2 separate regions of the Rattus norvegicus genome follow, and region 1 is linked to region 2. The links are chromatin contacts, called in public Hi-C maps. All regions are on one chromosome and are shown on one strand. Each heading gives the region's core, a stretch centred on a gene start, on an enhancer-like site or on the middle of the called end of the contact. The rest is flanking DNA. Distances are from core to core; before and after follow the strand shown. Region 1 overlaps Pigk (phosphatidylinositol glycan anchor biosynthesis, class K). Region 2 holds the start of Ak5 (adenylate kinase 5).

What was found. Hi-C and Micro-C count contacts between places; a contact is called where the count stands out from the background.
Region 1: a Hi-C map of frontal cortex shows a contact between it and region 2, with 1.7 times the contacts expected there. The contact joins the enhancer-like site here to the promoter of Ak5 in region 2. A contact is called at or near these places in 2 of 12 Hi-C or Micro-C datasets (frontal cortex and prefrontal cortex).

Annotation. Positions count from the first base shown.
Region 1 is chr2:244,317,198-244,323,647 of GRCr8, reverse strand. Pigk (phosphatidylinositol glycan anchor biosynthesis, class K) reads right to left here. Exons shown (of 11, transcript NM_001011953.1): 5 at 6,057-6,168; 6 at 4,651-4,747; 7 at 3,003-3,120; 8 at 2,748-2,858; 9 at 1-74. Among named protein-coding and RNA genes, the nearest start is that of Pigk, 30 kb to the right of the region's middle. Within about 2 kb of position 1,932, at least 9 of the 93 cell types and tissues checked have an H3K27ac peak or open chromatin away from gene starts, as enhancers often do.
Region 2 is chr2:244,236,114-244,243,186 of GRCr8, reverse strand. Ak5 (adenylate kinase 5) reads left to right here and starts at 1,821. Exons shown (of 14, transcript NM_001108951.1): 1 at 1,821-2,155. The coding sequence starts at 2,096.

The DNA of each region.
Region 1 (6,450 bases), core at 683-3,182, 80 kb before region 2:
TTAGGATCTCGCTGGAAAAGGTCAGTACGATGTCCAGGGGTAGACACACAGAGGCTTTTGGGACACACTTGAAACTGAAAATAATAACAAAACAGTAGGGACCATGACAAACACATACACAAGCACCTTTAAATCCAGTAAGTCTGCCAACCTATAGATACACACGGCTTCTAAAGACTAGCATCTTGTTCCTCTGTAGTACCTGACATTCTAATAAAGCCACAGCTATGAGAGGATGCTATAAGAAACCTGGCCAGAACCCCGTCAGAAGGGTTAACTCTGACATGACAGGCAGTAAGCAAAATGTGGTCCAATATGCAGAAAGGCCCAGAGACTCCAGGGACGTCAAGTATGGCCGCCTACAGCATACCCCTTGCTGTTTCCGTGAAGCTATGTCCCACGTTCTATGCCAACTAACTTACTTTAACCACTTTAATTAACCACAGTGGAAATGAGCCAAAGTTACCTCCAAGACACCCAGATGAAAACCATGACTTCTGCACTCACAGATGTCAGAATAAAATCTGTGTTAATTTTCCCGTGACATTCAACAGTGAATTACCAAGGACAGAACATCCTCACTCACTGTGAAAAGCGGGAGTGTTTACTAACGTTGACACAGTACCTCCCTGAAGAGGGCCTGAGGTGTAGACTCTAAACAGGCAACAGCTGTCACCAATGGCATGGTGCATGTTCAGGTGACCAGCTCTTCTAACTTTGCTCTATAGACCCCAGCACAGTCCTATGACTACAGTCCCTTTCAGCAAGCTTTACTCTGCATCTCTAGCCAATAGAAGACAATATGACTCAGAGGCATAGCAAACCGCTTTACCTATAAATACTTATTGATCATTTATAGATCAGTGTTTTTGTTCCTTTTTGGGGTTAGGGGGTGTCCCTTAAACAGGATCTCTCTACATGGCCCTGGCTGTCCCAGATCTACTCTGTAAACCAAGCTGATGTCAAACTCACGGAGATCTGCCTGCCTCCGTCTCATTAGTCCTGGGATTAAGGGTGTGTGCCACCACGCCCAGCACTTACAGATTATTCTTATTGAAAGACACTAAAATAATCATCAATGCATTTTCCAATGCAAGCAAGAAACCAAGGTAAGATATTAGTAAGCTATGTGGATGGATGGGTGGATGGGTTATATGATAGATACATGACAGATGATTGATAGATTTTATGTATATAATACTATAATCAATTAAAATAATTACTTCTCATAGAATTTCAATGTTTTAAATTCATTAGACATCAACAATACATATTTTAAACTTTTGAGGTGGCATGCCATGCACTGCAAACACTGAGAATCGACTTATAAAACAAGGCATTATAAACCAGGGGATGCTGCGTTCTACTTAGGCTCAGAGTAAATGTGTGTCTCATTCCTCCATGAGACAAACGGCCACGGGAGCTGCTGTGCTCAGGGTGAGTATCCTTTTCATCCCTCTCCAGTTCTGTAATAGCAGAGGGTCTGAGGGAAAAGCATGTTTTCATAAGGGAGAAAAATAAGATGGTGCCTTTTTCTATTTAGAAATGAAATTAGCATTATTAAAAATTTGTTTTAATATTCAAGTCCCTATCAGGAGTTAACAGGCATCAAAATACATAATCTTCAAATTGGTGCTAGCAAGCACTCCTACTGTAGTTGGCAGCCAACAGCAGGAGCTCTCGGAATTTGGCAGGACTCTTTCAATACTGAAAACCCACTCAAAATGGTTCTGCTCAATTGGATCCTAGTGCAGAGCTGCTGAGGTGAGGGGAAGGCAGAGCCATATGCCTGGTCACTGGGTTCCTAACACCCAGGAAGGAACACACAGTGTCTGCCCCATGCGTCAGGCACAGTCAGCCACAGTGCGAGCAGCACACGGGCACTGAGAGGGTTGAGCAAGAGGACCCGACCAGTGCGTGAGGGTGAATGACCCAGTGCAAGCAGCCGCAAAGAGCGACGTTATCACATAACCACCGGCTGCAGCTTCTCGCTGTGCCAACTCAACAACAATCCCAAGCTTCTGTGAAGGGAATGGCACAATCGACAGGAGAGATGGGATATTTTAATCCAATCCAAGTTATACCAGAAAATTATAGGCCACAAAAATCTATGTAAGGTAAAGACTCGCTTCCAAGAGCTTCACATTAAATGACCAAGACTTCACTCAATGCCTTCGATCAGTCTGTGGTAAATGTTAAAAAGGAGAAATTAAGTTCTACGGAAGCTCTGAAAAGGTAAAACACATCTTAAGAAAAGCTCAGGCGGCTTTCCTGGCAGAGTATCACCTGACTTAACGCACTCAGGATGTGCGGAACTTCAAAAGGTAAAGCAATCATTTTAAACAAACACCTTGTAGGCGAGAGAAAAAAATACGAAATGACAGTCAAGTGCCTCAGGAACAGAAGTTGCCCGGGCTGAAGTTTGTGCCCCTGCATGCTAAAGGACACACTGGGAAACAAGATGGCCCAGCAGGTACAGGCACATGCCACCAAACCTGACAACCTGAGTTCCACCCCCAAAATCCACATGGCAGAAGGACAGAACCACTGACTCCTGCAAGTTGTCCTCTGGCCTCACATACACACATGCACACCACACAAGCATGATTTTGATAAATTAAAAGCAGTTTAAAAGGCCACATCATGATGCTAAGACAGCACCCATGGGGTCCTGGAAAGAACAGACCTCACGCACCCCATTACAGTCAGCATGCCCACGTGTTGTAATCAAATCAACAGATACTTACAAGGTCATTCATGTTAGTTTGGCTAGCTGGATTAATCTCTTCCAAAAATTCCAAGACATAGAATGTGTACCTGTCCATAAGGTGGACGCCAATTGCGGGGTCGGGCTGGTGCTGTGAGTGTGAAGCAGAGTCAGCGTCAGTAAGATCACCTTAAGGAATGGTTCAGTACACAGTGTCCTGCTTTCAACGTCTAAGACTAGCACGCATGTCCATAAAACCTATCACGTGGTTTGAGAACCAGGGGAGAATACGTACCGACAGGGAATCCTCGCCCACTTGGCTACTCGCCAAGGCCATGATGTTAGGAGAGTAAAACCGCTCATACATGGACGCGCCCTGGCAAGTGTCGATAATGAACAGCAGCTCGTTGTAGCTGAAAGAGAAGTGCCCAAGGCTGTGAGGTGGATCGTGCTGTAACGACGCTAACATTTCTCCAATAATTCAAAAAGCTAAGTCTGAGCCGTCTCATTAGCTAAAAGTTGAAAGAAAAATCCTACACATGACAACATTCAAACAAGGAGCAGCGGCCTCCTCCCAGAGCAGGGGTCCCTCCCGAGCAGCGGCCTCCTCCCAGGGCAGGGGTCCCCTCCCGAGCAGCGGCTGTCATTTGTTTTCCTTCTTCTCTTTGCCACGTGTCTCAGAACTCTGACAGACAGCTAAGAACCGCCTGGCACACAGGTTTTCTTGGACATGTCACACATACATGCAGAGATGTAACTCATGAACACGGATGCGTGTATACATCCGGCTGGTACGCACATCTCATACATAAGCTATGTACAACTGGAAGGAAAGAACACAGAATCACAGGAGTGAGGCGAGCACAGCTGACGCACTGGGACACACTGGACGGACACGGTATCCAAGCCACTGCTGCCGTCAGGACAACTTGCAGTGTCTGCTTTGACCAACAGTCCCACAGCCCATCAGAGGGAAAGCACAGTGGCTGAGTAGCTTCATCCGTGGTGGCAGGAGCTTGTGACATACTCACACCTCTGTGGTTCAGAACCTGAAAGCTCTGGCGAGATCAAAATCCTGCCGTGACACTCACAGTCCACCCGAGTGCTCTTTCTGTTAGCTCGGCCACAGTCCCCAGGGCTCCCCAGCCTCTCATACAGCTGGGAACCACGTGTTGTAAAATGAGCCTTAGGAAGACCTTCCACCCCAACCCTCCTAGGCTCATGGCTCTGGCTTCCTGTCTCCCTTCTTCACCCTCCCAAGCCAGCCACGAGCTGCAGCCACTAACAAGAGAATCACTCGGGTCACTGGGTCTTCCTTACAACAGTGGGCTGTCCCTTCCAGAACTGCAGTCCCCCGAAGATGCTCGCACCAAAGAAGCTCACTGAGAGGCCTGGTCACTGCTGTGCTGTGCTGCTCTGACTGTGGCAGTGACCTAGAATCTGGAGGTGTTGGCTAGAGAAGGCCCACGGTGCTACAGGCAGACCTTAGTGAGCAACAGGCCGACAGGAGCGTGGGCAGGAAAGCCTGGGTTCATCAGGTCACAGACGACACCAGGAACAGGACTTGAGATGTTCCTTCTGTATTCTGGCAAAGAATCTGGCTACACTTTGCCTATGCTCTGAAGCTCTAAGTGAGACTGAATTCAACCATGATGAACTAATTCAGTGGCGCACAGCCCTACCTTCAGCTGCTCAGGAAGCTGTCGCAGGGATGTCCTGGGTTTAAGGGCAGCCTGCGCTGCACAGTGAGTCTCCCACCAGAAACGTTTCCCACAGGAACTGTTCATATTAGCTTATCTTGGAAAAAGAGGTCATTTGTTTGGGACTGGGTATGCAGCCCAGGGCAGAGCACCTGTCCAGCGTGCACAACCTCGGTCAGCCCTGATGCTGGGGGAGGAGAGAGGGGAAGTTAAAGATAAAGTGAGGAGGCGCTCGCCACTCACCGTCTTTTCTGCCACATCTGTTCAAACGCATCTGCAAGTTCTATGTTAGTGATTTCTTCAGAATCTTGGAATTTCAAAAAACCGTTTCCTCCATGACCTTACAGAAAGCCAAAAAGACAATACTGATGTATTCCCTAATGCATATAGAAATGCACACAGTACAAATGCTGACATACATATTCCCTAAGGCACACAGAACCACATACGGTACAAACGCATCCACATAGAAACACTTAGATTATTTGCTGTGATGCTTTAATAATACTTCCTTAACAAAAATGTGGGCTAGAAAGCAGATTTAATTTTTCACTCCAGCTTAAAACAGAATGCATAAGAACAGTACATACAGTTTCTTTAAGTGTTTTTCTATCATTCAGTTGCATAAATCCACTGGCCCCCATAATATTCTGAAATTAATTTCACTCATGAAAATGTTTCACATTTTGGTGACAAAGAAGCTAAAACACTGACTGACTAGTCCCTGATGCACTCTTCATTCAGTGTGGCTCTCAACTAGAAACTGGCGGTTTTATCCCTGACCATTGAACATAGTCCATTAGCGGGTCGGGGGCGGGTGGTGATATGAAACAGCCAGTGTGTCTGGACTCAGACCCTAGCTGTGCCGCTTACAAGCTGTGCTATTTTAGGTAAATCACTTAATCTCTGCCTCATTCTCCTCAGCCATAAAGTGAGAGCATGGCCGGCTCGCACAGCCCCTGTGCAGATTAGAAAAGCAGCATCCTCTGAACAGTGAGGGAGGGAGAAGCCTATTCTAGTGACTTGAGAGGTTGGTGACTAAGCTTTTGTGAGGAAAAGTGTATTTCTCCTTCTCGTGAGACACCCTGCAGCAAGGCACACGAGTCAGTCAAAGCACACCAGACGTCAGCTACCACGCACACCAGGCCAAGAGAATGACCATAGATGGCGGCTCTGGGTATGAATACCAAATACACCAGGCTGCCTAAAGATGAAACGCATTGGCAGAGGCAGTAATCTAAGACAGTTCACGGTGTACAGAAAGCCTCAAAAATAGTGGCTTTATCATTTTATTATCACAATTATCAGTTATTCCACTGGGTTGCAGACTCTGTGTTAGAACTGCTGGGATTTCCTTCATGTCTAGAGTTAGTTCTAAAGAATGGCAACAAAGCAAGAAAATAAAATGTAAAGTCTGTGAATCCTGCAGTTTAGTACATTACCTGAAACTAACCTACAAATTGTACCATCCAGGAAATAGGCCCACCATACAGCTTCACAAACCCCACCCTGGACCAAAACAAAGACACCAGGCCACTGCACAGCACAGTACTTTAACCAAAGGTCATTCTTACTTTAGCGTGTGTTCACCACTTCCCATTTGATCATGTTTCAATATAATCTACTAGGAGCTCTAAACTCTGGAGTACCTGTCATATAAATGAGGATATTGCTTCTGTCGTCGGAGAGAAGACGCTTTGAACGAGGGGTGCTGGGTGGAACCCTCCCAGTTAATACCCGTAAAAAGTTCTCCACGGTCACCTAAAAGAAATTATTTTTTTAAAAAAGAGCAATCAGACAAACTCTGATGAACCTGAAGATATGAAAAATATCCCTATCTATAGATTACTCAGTGTAGATTGAAAATAAAACTGAAAACAAATCATGTGCAATCGAGACTGGATTAACTAAAGCTGAGCAGGCCCCTCTGCACGCCTCCGCCTGGGGCTGGGTGTGTGGCCCCGTGTGGGGGTGGGGAGGAGACTGGGGCTAGAGAAGGGAACGTCAAGGCCAGACTGGGCTACACAGAAAGACACAGTGGAA
Region 2 (7,073 bases), core at 572-3,071:
TCTACGTCTACTAAGCCACCAGACCCTAGGATTTTCCAGGACGGTGGTTTCACAGGGCAAAAAATGGCTTTGGCTCCCTCCAGAGCCTGCTGTCAACTAAGCTAAAGAAACATAAATAGAGACATATTCTCACAGAGGAAGCCTATGTCCTCAGAACTGAAAATGGCCTCTATCAAGGTTACCACACGACACACTGTTATGGCACGTGGCTTCACAAATGTTCACAAATTTTATTTAATTCACAAAATAGGACTAATTAGAATTTGAGCTCCCTCCCTCTGGTCAAACAAAGCTGTATCCATCCTTGGGCCTGAGCAACAGAGGATGATGTGGACCAAGAAATAGGTCCAAGAATCGATCTTGAAACAGACATTCAGATGGTGATAGATCTTGAAACAGACATTCAGATGGTGATAGATCTTGAAACAGACATTCAGATGGTGATAGATCTTGAAACAGTCATTCAGATGGTGATAGATCTTGAAACAGTCATTCAGATGGTGATAGATCTTGAAACAGTCATTCAGATGGTGATAGATCTTGAAACAGACATTCAGATGGTGAGTTATTAATCTGAAGTATTTAGTGTGCTTCCCGCCAGACCGCAGACCCAGGAGTCTGTAGCCTTTGTTCCTTTCTCCCACATACCCTCTCCAGAGTGGGCCCTTGCAAGCAGTTAGAGATCACATTCTCAGGACACCCAGAGCATCTCTCAAAGAGGTAGTGAAAAGACATCTTGTGTGGGGAATGAGTCATCTTGGTAGCTGTGGGGAGGATGGGTGCACCTTGGTAGTGATCTGCAACTGGGGAGGCACCAGTGTGCCTCGCCAGCTGTCTTTTATTAGGGGGTTCTGATGGCCCTTGGGCCAGGGACCACATGATCCTCTAATCTGAGATCAACTCACTCCACTCATCCAGCCCTTTCCAGTTTTAAGCAGACCCCAGCTCCCCCCCACTTAGTCCTCTCTTCCTTCAGTGCCTCTGGGCAGAAGTGATTCTTTGACTACTCACTAAGTTTTGTGCTAAGGATTTCAGGACTTCTACTCAAAGGTTTAAGGAAATGTGAAACCAGTTGGCCCAACTTTCCTTAAGGACTCAAATGTAAAAAGACCCAACAGAACGCTTCCTCCTTCCCCACTCCCAACTCCCTGTCACTGAAAGACCTTAACTTTTTTTTTTTTTTTTTTTTTTTTGGTTCTTTTTTTCGGAGCTGGGGACCGAACCCAGGGCCTTGCGCTTCCTAGGTAAGCGCTCTACCACTGAGCTAAATCCCCAGCCCCGAAGCGCTCTACCACTGAGCTAAATCCCCAGCCCCGAAAGACCTTAACTTTAAGAATATATGAATTCTCTGACTTGGGTTTCCCCCGACCCCCAGAAGAGCTCCTAATGGATCTCATGGTAAATGGTGTGTGTGTGTGTGTGTGTGTGTGTGTGTGTGTGTGCTGTGTCTATCTGTCTGTGGTGTGTGTGTGAGGGGTGTATGATATGTGTGTGTCTGTATAGTGTGTGTATGTATGCCTGCGTGTGTGTGTATGTGTGTGTGTGTTTGTCTGTCTGTCTGTGGTGTGTGTGTGTGAGATATGTGTGTATATGTGGTGTGTGTGTGTGTGTGTGTGTGTGTGTATGCGTGTGTGTGGTGTGTAGAAGTGAAAATGTATCCAGTTCCAATCGCCCGGTCCTAGATGCCCTGACCGTTTTGCGGGCTGGGGAGTGACTGCAGCCCGCGTGTCCCCACCCCCGCGCCCCGCGTCCCGCGTCCGCCCGCGCAGCGTGACTGGCGGCCGCCGCAGCAAGCTCTGGAGGCGCGGGCCGAGCGCGCAGAGCCGGGAGGCGGCGGCTGGTGGCGTCGGCCTCGTGGTCCTCCTCCGCGCCCCTCCCCTGGCGCTCGCGCTGCCTGCGCCCGGGAAGCCGCCGCTGCTCGCTGCTGGCTGGCACGGGGACCGGCGCGGACGCGGGGGCGACTGGAGCGCGGACGGCACAGCTGCCCGGGAGTCGCCGAGGGGACCCTGGCCTGAGCGCATCCAAGTGAGGGCTGCGCCCGTCAACCCCAACCTCGGGAGCCTCCCCTTCTGCTTCCCACTGCACGCGCACAGCCATGAACACCAACGAAGCCAAGGAGTACCTGGCCCGGAGGGACATTCCTCAGCTTTTCGAGGTAAGAGGTTGGTTGGGGTGGCCGATAGATCCCCAGTGACCGTCCCCAGGGCTCAGAGGGCCAGCGCTCGGCCGCACCTTCCAGTGCGGAGTACCTAATGAAGGCACTCACAGAAGCTCGCTGTACCCTCGCCCCTGTCAAGTAGCCTTTCGCGCGGGTCGCTAGGGTCCCTTTCAAATGCAGGCTTCGAAATCTGTATCTTGGGATCAAGTTTCCCTCTTCAAGCTGGGTTCTGGGTGCAGGCTGCCCCCAGAGCATCTCCCCGAGATGGGCTCCCAGAGTGGACAGCAGACCGTGGCCTGGCCGCACTCTCTGGGGCTGAGGGTCAAGCCAGGTGAGAGCACTGTCGCCCACACGGACCCAGGACAAGAAACTGAAGGTTCCAGAGATCTAAACATTCCAGGCGCCAAGCGTTGGGACCCCCTGCAGGGGAGGGAAAAGCATGGACGAAGCGACTCTCCCGGGGGATGGCTGAGGAGAGGGATGAAGATGGAGAGGGAGCGAGAAAACCACACAGGCATATACACACACACACAGCGCAGCCGATCAAGTGCAGCTATCTCCTGGGTCGATGAAGCTCTGCTCCGCCAGTCAATGAACTCCTGAGCGCATTTGCTGGTTGCTTGAAAGGCTCTTCAGGCTTTCCTCCGGGCCGCAGCCTCCAGCCCCAACCCTCCCTCCCGCCTACCTACACAGACTGGGTTTGACTGGGAGAGGCCAGACAGGCGTGACTCCTGTTGCTGGCCTCTGCTGGGCGTAGCAGCAGCATCCGCACCGGGGACCCGGGATGCGGTAACTCTCAAAGAACGTGAGAAAGGAGGCTTGGGGAATGAGCTAAAGGCACCTTGCTCAAGCCACAGCCGGCTTCCCAGAGAGAAGTCCTGCTTCCTATTATTCTCTCCACATTCCATCTAAAAACACCCTAAATCCGAAGTGCTTTCGCTTAGGTTATAAAACAAAATAAAATTCAAAAAAGAACGATACCAATCCAAGCTTCATAGGATGAGTCCTGGAAAACCTGGCCTCCCGTTCTAAAGGAAGTGGTAGAATAATATAATAATATAATAAACTAAAGGCCACGCAGTGTTCTTTCTCCCGTTTAGGGGATCTGTTCTCTTAAAAGGAAAGTGCAGCCGTTAAGAGAATAATTTTTGCAATACCCCCCAACTATGTTTACTGAACACAGAATGCCATAATTACAGTGCTTCGAGAGGTTTTTTTTGTTTGTTTTTTGCTGGGTTTTTTGTAAATGTGGACATGAATAGCTGATTTTTTTTTAAAAAAATTATAAGTGTTAAGAGTGAACCCGATTTTATTTCTACGCTTCTAAAAGAATGATAGATAATCCCTGGCAGAGACGCCTGACTGCAAACTGTGGGAACTGTTTCTCTCCCTTGGTGCCAGGTGACAGCCAGGGTGGCCTTTCACAGAACTCGGTAAGGTGTGTGCTAATGAGCTGTGGTAGGTAGGTAGCTGCTTAGGCTTCAAGCTTTTCATTGGCGTTTCTGCATATGAATGGGATGTCTCCAAATAGTTCGCACTCTCAAAAGTGTGTCAGCTTGCTTACCTGAGAGGCACTAATGCAGTATACTGGAGAAACTGGGTTCAGGACAGCCAAGAGCCAGACAGGACCAGGAGACTTCTAGGTTCCATTCAAACGGTGAGACCCACTGTGTGTTGCTCAGAGGGAAGCAGGACCTGATTGTCCATGTAACGAGTACAGACTTCAAAAATCAAACACCTCAGGTTTCTAAAATGGGTTTCCTGTGCCAGAATTCACACCGTTCTGAGTATATAAAGTTTAACCAGGTGCCTGCCAAAGCCCCAGACAGTTACATAGCACATACCATTACTACATGACAGATAGCAGCACATGTCATTACAGATCATGGGAACAGACGACTGATTCTGTGTATCACCGAAACCTACGGAAGTAAAGGAACTTCTCAGATTTCTCTGGGTGATATAAAATATCTGCTAGGTTTGTGGTTGAAAAGTACTCCATCTTTAGAAATAAATTAAAAAACGAAACACTTCCAGCTGGTTCTGTTGTGTTCCTAATTCGTGGCAGCTTTGTAACATGACAAATTGTAATATGTAATTGGTCTCAGACCTTAGAGCCAAGAGTTGCAATTAGTTGAATGCTATCAAAAGTCTAATTAGATTATTTACATTTTCAGAGGACTAACTCAGAGACGAAGAAATAGCATCTACCACTTAGATTCAGTCCTGGGATGCTGCTGGCTTTTAGGGAAAAGGACTTGAATTATCAATGAAAGAGTGAGGCTCACTGCTCCCTTTAAAAATCAGTGCCCTTTGGGGAACTAGTTTTGTTTGGAGAAACTCGAAATGTCTGTCTCCCACTCGGAAAACTTTTACTGCATATACCCACCCACCTTAACCTTTAGGAAAAGACATAATTAACAGACCTGGATTTTAAGTATTAATGTCGTGCTTGGATTATATACGAGGTTCAGAGAATCTGGTATTTTCTTTCACTCCATTCCATGTTTTCATAAAGTGTACAAGAAAGATTATGTGAGAAGCTGGCTTGGAGTCCTGACCCTGAGGCCATCTGGGTAATTACGCTTGAGAAACCCACTGATATCCGGGAAACAAGATTTGCTGACCCAAAAGTAGAGGTAGTGAAGCCCACAGGGTTGAGAGTATATGTGAGTGCACACACAAGAGTTCACGTGAGAGACAAGTCCTCACGTGTTGATGCAGTTGGTTCTGGCCCACAGAGTAACAGGAGTGTGGACGCTAACCTGCCTCACAGAATTGGATGACACTTCCTCTGCCCCTCAGCAGATGATCTCATCTGATGAAGCCAAACCCACCCCATTCAGGATTTTAGAAAGCAAAGGCACCAAAGGCCTGGGGGTGGTGGTGGTGGTGGAAAATACTGGTTTAAAAATTAAAAGCTATGTTAGGGTTTGTTAACATTCTGAAGGGTGAGTGCTTTATACATTAGTAATGTGCAGGTGGGAATAATAATGTATGCTTTTTCCACGAAACACTCTAAAGGAAAATATTTTGCACTTCGGACCAGTTTCCAGGAGTCGACGTTTGCAAAGGTGTAGAATCTGTGGGAACTGGCATGTGCTTGTCTCCATTAGTTACACACACCAGGCACCTGAGGGGTCCCTGCTAATACAGTGGCTGGCAGGAACACGGTCAGAGGGAGCTAAGACAGGGAAACTCAGGTTCAGCGCGACTTAGCCAGTGCTGATTCAAACTTCTGGAGCCCGATGCCAAGTGGTTTGTTTTTTACACATTTAACACAATAAAACTTGGAGAAAAGTTTCCCCATGACAGTTATCACAACAAAGCTTCAGGCATGGCTACCCCTGAACTCCTTTGCAAAGTACACCTCCTTAGCAAAGCACCTGTGACGTTTACATACAGAATGCATCCTATTGGCTGAGAAGCAGTGCTCAAAAGGACCCAGGGAGGAGGGGTTTATAATAAGGACGTATTCTATTGACTGAGAAACGCTGCTCAGGATTCCAGGGGATTCTGGTGAAGGCTAGCACCAAAGACTAGCAAAACATCACCAGATTAACAAGCAGTGTCCGCTCCAACCTTCCGGGTGAGCAGCTATCGGTTCTTCCACCAAAGAACGAAGCCTGTGTGGTTGACAGTCCTGGTTCCTCTAAGTGCTTATTATCTGTGAGCACGTGGACCTCTTGCTTTACAAGGTATCATGAATTAAAGACAAGTCAGACCATATTCTTCCCTCTATAATCTTATAAATACTGTAGAGATTTATTGCATACCAATTAGCATTTTAAAATCTGACATCAAAATTTTATATTTGTTTTTACTATTTTTAATTGTGTGGGGGGGGCATGTGTGCACATGTGTCATCTTGCATGTTTGGGTTTGTACGGCGCCTGTGGAGGTCAAAGGTGTCAGGTGCCCTGGAGCTAGAATATGCAGTTGTAAGCCGCCTGATGTGGGTGCTGGGAACCAAACTTGGGTCCCCTACAAGAGCAACAGAGATACCTTAACCACTGAGCCACCTTTCCAGCCCCTGACTTCAATTTTAAGTCTCACTTAAACATGAGTTTGGAACCATCTTGTAGTCCTAATCAAAACTCCAACATGTATGTACTATACTTCAGGGAAGAAAGCAGATGGGGCCTACTCTGTTCTGCTGAAATCTTAAGGTTTGGGAGACTGGCACACAAATCAACATTCCAGTATAAATAACAAGTGTGGCGTTTCATCCTGAGTCCCTAGGAACATGTGAGCAAGGGTCCACAGGCCAGCCTGGGTTTTCAGGAAAGGCTTTGTGATAATTACCACGATAGGAAGCAAAGCCAACATTTGTGAAGCATGTGTGTGTTACATACCAAACACTTAATAAGCAATATATAAATATATTTTTAAAAGTTCTTTAAAGCCCACCTCACAGCAGAGCTAAAGCCTTGCTGGCTTTAATAAACATGGGGTAAGACTTGAGGGGCATAAATAACGATGAGGACATTTCGTTTCCCATGATGCACTTGGTCTTGCCTTGACGACACTCTTCTGTATTAAAAGGCACGCCTGCCTTGCTTTTGAAAGGCAGAGAACATTGAGCTGAATTCTCACTTGTGTTCAGCATGATGGGAGGCAGAGACAGAGAGATCTTTATAGGTTTGGGACCACCAAATTATACTGCGTAGCCATAGCAACAAAACCGGCGTGATACCAGCATAGAGCCAGATGTGTAGACCAATGATACAGGCATAGAGCCAGATGTGTAGACCAATGATACAGGCATAGAGCCAGATGTGTAGACCAATGATACCGGCACAGAGCCAGATGTGTAGACCAATGGAATGGAATGGAGGGCCTGGAAAAAACTCACGAAGCTAAAGACTCACAATTTTTTGACAAGAGATGCCTAAACAAACATTAGAGAACAGAC